2 separate regions of the Columba livia genome follow, and region 2 is linked to region 1. The links are chromatin contacts, called in public Hi-C maps. All regions are on one chromosome and are shown on one strand. The core of a region is the stretch at or near the end of the contact, and the rest is flanking DNA. Distances in the headings are between cores, read along the strand shown. Region 1 holds the start of ODF2L (outer dense fiber of sperm tails 2 like). Region 2 holds the start of BCL10 (BCL10 immune signaling adaptor).

Region 1 (3,577 bases), core at 1-2,500:
TACTGTTTTGTTTAGGGCTCCTTAGGAAAGCAGCAATTAAAAATAGGTATTCCAAATCCTACAAGAACACTCTAACCCACCAGCACTTAAAGGATGGGAGTCTTCTTACTCTTCCACCCATGTTATGCCAGAAAGGAGAGGTATCTAACCATTTTTTGAAGGAAAAAGCAGTTTGTCAAGGCTGTCAGTCAATATACCACAGAAAGTAGCACTTTCCTCTCTGGCAAGTGAGGCTCACATGTCATGGGCAGGGTGCAAGCTTCAGGGAAGACCTAGCAGTATTTTGTTTTGGGAAGAGCTAGACTATGTTGGTTGTTGTCAGTTCCAGCCTGAACATATTGCTTGCCCAAGGCATTATTGGGGTACATCTCACCTGAGGTGGTGCCTCTGCTTCAAGGTCAGGCACCTCTGCTCTCAGTTGTCGGCACCTTGGGTGTTTTTGTGGAACTCTATCCATTGGAACTGCCGATGCTCGGTGCCAAAGAGAGCTATGAAGTGAAATAATTACATCTGTGTGTCCAAATCTAAAATATTTGATGTTGCTGTCTTTTAACACATCCTACACTGATATCACAAGAACTCGTGATTAGCTCTTACATGATGGTATAGTGCCAAGCATCAGAAAATCATTTTAAACTGATTGAAACAAACTTGCCATGTAGTTTTTACACATAAACTCTTTACAGCTGTGTATAAGTGAGACAATGAAAGCTGAAAAAGGTAAACCATATTAAGCAAAGCAAACACATAAACACAATCACTTTCAGGCCCTCTCCTTATCAGTACTAAAGGTACAATGGGAACTCCACACAGCCCAAGCTCTGTTTTGGTTTTAATTCCTGGAATCTGACCAGCATGTAAGCAAGATTGCATTAATTGTTACAGTTATTTCCTTCCTCTGGAATTCACTTCTTGTCATAATGCCCTAGGATTTCCTCTGACTTTATCAAATTTACCCAAACTTTACTTAGTATTTGGATTATGAGGTAAATTACTTGACCGAATGACCACCATCATTTTGTACCTGGGAGTATTAGTTTGTTGCCAATGATGCTACATTGTAAATCCGTTCCCCAATTGCTAGTCTATGTCAAAGGTTCTTTCTTTTCCTCTTGAGCATTCAAGAATCCTGATGAGAAACTTAAAATAATGAAAATTACTAAAACTAGAGGCTATTTTCTTCTAACTTGCTTGCACCGCCCTTCCCCCACCCGCCGGGGCGCTCCCGCCCCGCAGCGCGCGGCAGCGGCCGCGGCGCCCTGAGGCGGGGTCGCGTGCCCAGCCCCGCCCATCGCTCCCTCACGGCGGCGCGAGGCTGGGCCGGGCGGGGCGGGGCCGCCGCTCCACCGGCCGATCCGGGCTCTGCGGCTGACGCCGCGGCCGCGGCCAATCCGCTGCGGCGCCGGGCCGGGCCGGGCCTGGCTCCGCCCCCGGCGGCTGTCCACAGGGACGGGCCGGAGCGGCCGCCGCTGCCGCGGGTGTGCGGGCTGAGTCAGCGCCCCCTCCCCCGCCGAAGATGAACATCATGGACTTCAATGTGAAGAAGCTGGCGGCCGACGCGGGCACCTTCCTGAGCCGCGCCGTGCAGGTATGCCCCGCCCGCCCCTGTGGAGGCCTCGCCGGGATCGAGCTTCGCTGCCGCGCCGCGACTCTAGCTGGGGAAGGTGGGCGAGGCCGCGGGCTGGCTCCGCGGGGCCGCCGACGGGCCCGGTGCGGGGCGTTGGCCGGGGAGCTCGGCTCCTCCCCGGGCCGGGAAGCGGCGGCCGGGAGGGGCTGGGCCGGCGGCTGGGCCCGGCTCGGGCTTCCCGCTCTGACGGAGCGCCAGGCCCGGCTGCGCTGGCGAGGGCTGAGCCCAGCCCGCTCGCCTGGCCGGTCAGCGACGTGCTGCTGTGAGCTGCCTGCTCTCAAGGCAGCTCCTTCCCCGCGGGTGCCCTGCTGGCTCTGGGCATGGCAGGACCTGGGGATCTCGCCCAGGCTGGTTGCAAAGCAGCTGAGGCTGGGGGGCGGGCGGGGGGCGCTGAGACAGCCCAAGGTCAGGACAGGCAAAGCGGGGAGAAGGCGCCTGGGCTGAGGACGACGAGTCTGAGCAGGTATCCGCTGCGAGGAGGTACGGTCGGACCTGTGTACCGAAAGGACAAAGGTGTGTCTCTCCTGAAATAAGCTGGTGTTTTTACTGGCTGCTAAAAATGTGTCCTGATGCCTGATCGGTGAAATTCGAGTTCTGATGTGACACGTAAAGTGTCTGCTTAGGCTTTTCGGTTTCGTTTGAGCTTTAGTATCGTTTTTAAGCTGGTTTGATAGCCCATTGTTTCTGAATCGGTATTCCCCTTCCTTCACGCTAAGGGCACTATAATTGGCTTTTGTTCCTTAGCTGTTGTCTTGAACCGTAATCCCCTTTCTTTATATAATCAAACCTGAACAGATTTCCTGTCGGGAGGTGGACATCCGAGCAGTGTATGTAGTGTAATCCACTTTGCTTTCTCATGAATTCTCGCTGGGTCACCGTCAGGTTTGGAACGTGATTAAAGTTGTTATCTGATCTGATTGGTCTGATCTATTGCCCTAAATCTCAATATTCAAGCAGAACGGACGATCAGCAGCACAGCAGAGCTCTGAAAATGCAGACTCATCAGAAAACATTGTTCAAATTTAAATGAACTTAAAGCAGTCGTTGTGCTTCTCTTTGTGATAGAGGTCCTTCCATGCTTCCTCCCCCCGCCCCCGGCTTCTTTCGGATCTACATATTTCCTATATCATCTTTTCCTTTCCAGCCTCCACCCCTTTCCCTTTTATTACTTGACAAGGAAAAAAGGGAGATGCAGTTCACCCTTCATTGTAAGATTCTGGGGTTGGGATCTTGTGATTTTTGTCTCTTTTTTCTTGACTTTTTACATCTAAATCAGCTTATTGCATTAAATCTAATGAGGTTTTTGCAGCCTGTCATGGTTTAAAGGTGGTCTAAACTGTGGTTTATTCCAGTATGTTCTATCTGTATTATTGGTTTACTATAGATAGCTATGTTAGCTATCTGCTTAATCTAAACTAAAACTCAGTGGAAATGTAGAAGTAATAATTTTGTTCTACCAGCTGCCACTTTCCCCTAAAACAAGAAATTTAATGGAGGCACTGAGGGGGAGAAGCAAATCCTTAACATGTTCTTATAATCTGAGTTACTAATGTTCTGTGTGCTATTGTTGCTTCCCCTGGTGTGGTGGTGTTTTTTTGTGTGGGTTTGTTTGTTTTGGTTTTGTGTGTGTGTGTTGGGTTTTTGAAGTTACTATGTAATGCCTACAGATAATATTAAGGGGTAATAGTTCTGTGGATTTTTCTAAATACCATCTGGGTGTAGATTGTGTGTCCTCTAGTGAAAATTACAGTTCTGTATATTGAGTTAAGCTCTTATGTTCAGGCATTGCTGGATAACATGGTATGACCTGACACTAGTTGCTTTGGAATATTAGAAACAGAAAACCCCACCAAACCCTGTGAAACCATTCAGCAGCATAAAATGGTATGTAGGAGACCCACATAAAATGTCAATTCCAACTCTACTTAAGCTGTTTTACAAGATGGTGAA
Region 2 (3,581 bases), core at 270-2,769, 330 kb before region 1:
ACATACCTAGAACCTCTGGTAACACAATGCTATCAAAGACACTTGAAAAATTTCGAAACAGGTGAGTTTACATCAAATCATCGCTTTGCCTCAGGAAGCCACAACATTTAAAATATGAGAAATAAAAGCTGTGAAGTCAGATTTAATGGACTGTATTTTGATGATAAAACTAATGTCATTTATTTCTACATACTAGGTTTCCATCAAGTCCTCCAATTACTATGGGAGACCCTATAAGATTAAGGGCTGAAGTGCCTCAAATGCACTTCTGTGAGATGCAGTCATGAACTCAGACACTAACACACACTGACATACATATTACACATATAGCCTGACTTAAGTAGCTCTTATCTTTTGTTTGGTGTAACTACCAGATGCTAACTATTACAGTATTACCCTGTAAGTTCCACAGAAGCAAGTAACAACTTGAAAAACATACCTCATAAAGCTATGACAAAGCATTTAAAGAAAATTATATATGCATATGGCTAGTAAGAAACCAAAACCAAGGTCCAAATATTCTTTACTATACTTTAAAGGAACATAAAACCCCAAATGAGTCAAACATCAGACACTGTAAATTACAGAAGCATGGATGGTCAGTAAATAATTGATAAACTGTGACTTTTTAATAGTTTGTTATATTAACCGACCACTTGTTGAGGTTGGTTTGCACATTGCTTGCTTCCCAGTCTAGCAGAGATAAATAATTCCAGACTGAATCAAGATGACGAGTTCTCTAAGATTCCAGACATCAGTGAGGGGAGAGGGAAAAAAGGTAAAAAATCAGGAAACTATAGAACAAAAGGCCTAAAAAAAATAAATAAATCAGTAATTATTAGAAAGAGTGATGCTCTACAATACAGAGTCTTCTTGACACCAAGAGAAGCACACACATTTGCAGCTGACCCTTGGATACCACCTCAGCTACCCCGCACTCGGGCTGTTTCCCAGCACTTTCTGCGGGACACACGGCCACCCAGGAACCCAAACCTCGCTACTCCGGCCTTGAAACGCGACACGGGAGCGGAACACTCGGAAAATAATAAAATTGAACTTTCAGGTGAATACCGGACCCCAGGGTTCAAGTTTTTGCGAATCGTTATCAGCCTCTTAGCGGGAATGCCCGCTGGGGGCCTGGGCCGCGGGGGCCGCTCCCGGGGAGCCCTGGGCAGGACGCCCCGCGGCCCAGCCCGGCCGTGCTACACGTGACCCGCCCGCCCCCGCGGGCGCCCTGCGAGAAGGCGGTGGGGAATTCCGGCCCGGCCCGGCCCGGCCCGGCGGCCCCTGGCGGCCCTCCCGCCTCCGCGCCGGCCTCCCCACCTCAGGCGCCCGCGCTGACGGGGCTTCCGCTTCCCCGCCCGGGCCCTAACCCCACCCCACCGCTCCGCGCCACGGGCACGCCGGCCTCTCGGCCCGACCCACCACTTACATCCTTCTTCACCTCGGCCATCTCGTCCTCCGTCAGCAGCCGCCCCGCAGCCCCCGAGCCCGGGCCCTCCATAGCGGAAACCGCTCCACCGGCACCGCCGCCGCTGGGGAGAACCGCCCACGGCAGCGCTTCCGGCCCGGGCCCCGCCCACGGGAGCTCGGTTCCACCCCTCGCCCGCCCGGTCACCAAAGGAAACTCAAGGCAGGCACTCCGCCCCCACGGTAGCCCCGCCCACCCGCGCATGGCCCCGCCCAGTGGCGCTGGACGCGGCGGGCCGTCACTCCCCGCGGGCGGCCGGTGGTGCCGCGGGGATCGGGTTCCGCGGGTCTGGGCGGGGCGCGGAGGCACCGGCTGCCCGCCCGCCGGCGGGGGCGGTTTCAGCCCTGCCCCTCCAGGTCTGTCACCAGGCGGTACCGACGGTCCGTGTCCGCAGCCCACGGTTGCCTCCCGCGGGTGTTCTGACACCGCTAGAGCCCGTGTCCGGCAGCGGGTGGGTGCGGGCACCGCTGGCCGGTCGTTCCCGGGTCAGCAGCGTCCGGCGGAGGCCGTGCCGGACGGCGGCGTTTTACCGGGCGGTGCTGCGCTGTACCGCGGCTTTAGGACGCAGGACTGGTGACAGGAGGTTCCCGCGGGTTCGAGGGACCGACAGTGGCCGAGCCCCGGTGCTGTGCGGGCTGTCCGGGGCTGAGGACAAGCCGGGCTGTGCGCCGCGGAACCGGCAGCAGCTCCAGTCCTACCCCTCCGAAGGCCGGGCAGCCCCTGCTCTCGGGCTCTGCACCGGAAGGGGCCGCTGTTCCGCTGGAGATGCTGCTGCCGCCGGTCCCGGTCCCGGTCCCGGTCCCGGTCCCGCCCCGGGGCCGCCCAGCGCGGCCCGCGCCCGAGCCCGCTAATCTTGGAGATAAAGGGCACAAGACAAAGCTTAATTAATTAGTATGTTTTCAGCCGCCAATGGTAAAACTCAGGTTACTGCTGCAGTCTTCAACACTTCACTTCCAGCAGTGAAACACGAAAGCGTATAGAACAGGGGCGTCCAACTAATTTTCACCGAGGGCCACATCAGCCTCGCTGTTGCCTTCCAAGGGCCGAATGTAATTTGTATAGAAGTAGAAGCAATCCATACCGGGGTTTGCTTTCAGTAAGGCAAAACTACCAGTTTCACAAACATTTTGAGAAGTCCTTTTGTTTGATATGCCTTATTAATGCAGTTGTGCTTCAGATATTAACTGCAACAGTACCTGTTTGACAGGACTGGCATTCCCAGCTTCTCCACAAACGCACTGGATAGCAGAGGTCCTGCCCAGAAAAATTAAAAAATAAAGGACTAGTCACTGTTCTTGCCTGGTGACAAGGCTGATTTCTGTAGAGCTGGGTGTTAAAATCACAGCCAGTCCCCAAACTGGTTGCCAGAAAACACCCAACCATCTCTGCTGCCTGCCACTGCGCTGGAGGACACTTCTGCCCAGCAAAAACTCCTTCAGCCTCACCCTTTCCACCCAGCCCTGCTGACCTGATCACTGGTAATTTGGTAGCACACCTTTGCTCACAACCCAAATCCTTCTGTGGTGTTATTTGCATACCAAGACACCTTTGTTTACTGCAGTTCATTTGAATTTCTTAAAGCTTCCTGTGTGTCTCTGGATAAAACATATGAAATACAAGTATTTATCTCCCATTTTCATGCTCTAGGGCTTTAGGGCAGACTGTTTTTTTCAGGTCCAAGTGCCTATGTTGAGCCTCCCTAATCTGTGCTAGGTGCCCAAATACTCAGAAAGGTTTCAGATCCTCTGATGCTTCCAGTGAGCTGATTGTGGCACTTTTGAGACAGAGTCGGGCGCCTTCCCAGCCCCTGACTCCCATCCTTGTTCACTAAACCAAATGCCTTCCAGCTCCTCCTCTTCAAGGTGAATTACATTGTAGACTTCACTGGCTCTGTACAACACTGCTGATAAAAACAGCTATCGTGCATTCTGAATTGAAGGTATTTCTTAATAATCTTGCTCAGCGAGAGGTGCAGTTCAAAGCCACACGATGTCTGGAGGGTTAGGCTTCTGGATTCCTGAGCCATGTATGAGACAAACTGAAATGAATTAACTTCAGCAATCAGGAAAAGAGCACGTGGTTAGGGAATACAAGAATAGAATATGTTTTA

What was found. Hi-C and Micro-C count contacts between places; a contact is called where the count stands out from the background.
Region 2: a Hi-C map of crop shows a contact between it and region 1, with 3 times the contacts expected there. The contact joins the promoter of BCL10 here to the promoter of ODF2L in region 1. A contact is called at or near these places in 2 of 2 Hi-C or Micro-C datasets (crop and liver).

What each region holds. Positions count from the first base shown.
Region 1 is chr8:26,501,638-26,505,214 of bColLiv1.pat.W.v2, reverse strand. It overlaps ODF2L (outer dense fiber of sperm tails 2 like), which reads right to left and starts at 1,250. Exons shown (of 15, transcript XM_021294220.2): 1 at 1,025-1,250; 2 at 374-488. SH3GLB1 (SH3 domain containing GRB2 like, endophilin B1) reads left to right here and starts at 1,300. Exons shown (of 9, transcript XM_065071188.1): 1 at 1,300-1,588. The coding sequence starts at 1,517.
Region 2 is chr8:26,836,676-26,840,256 of bColLiv1.pat.W.v2, reverse strand. BCL10 (BCL10 immune signaling adaptor) reads right to left here and starts at 1,519. Exons shown (of 3, transcript XM_065072653.1): 1 at 1,433-1,519. The coding sequence starts at 1,504.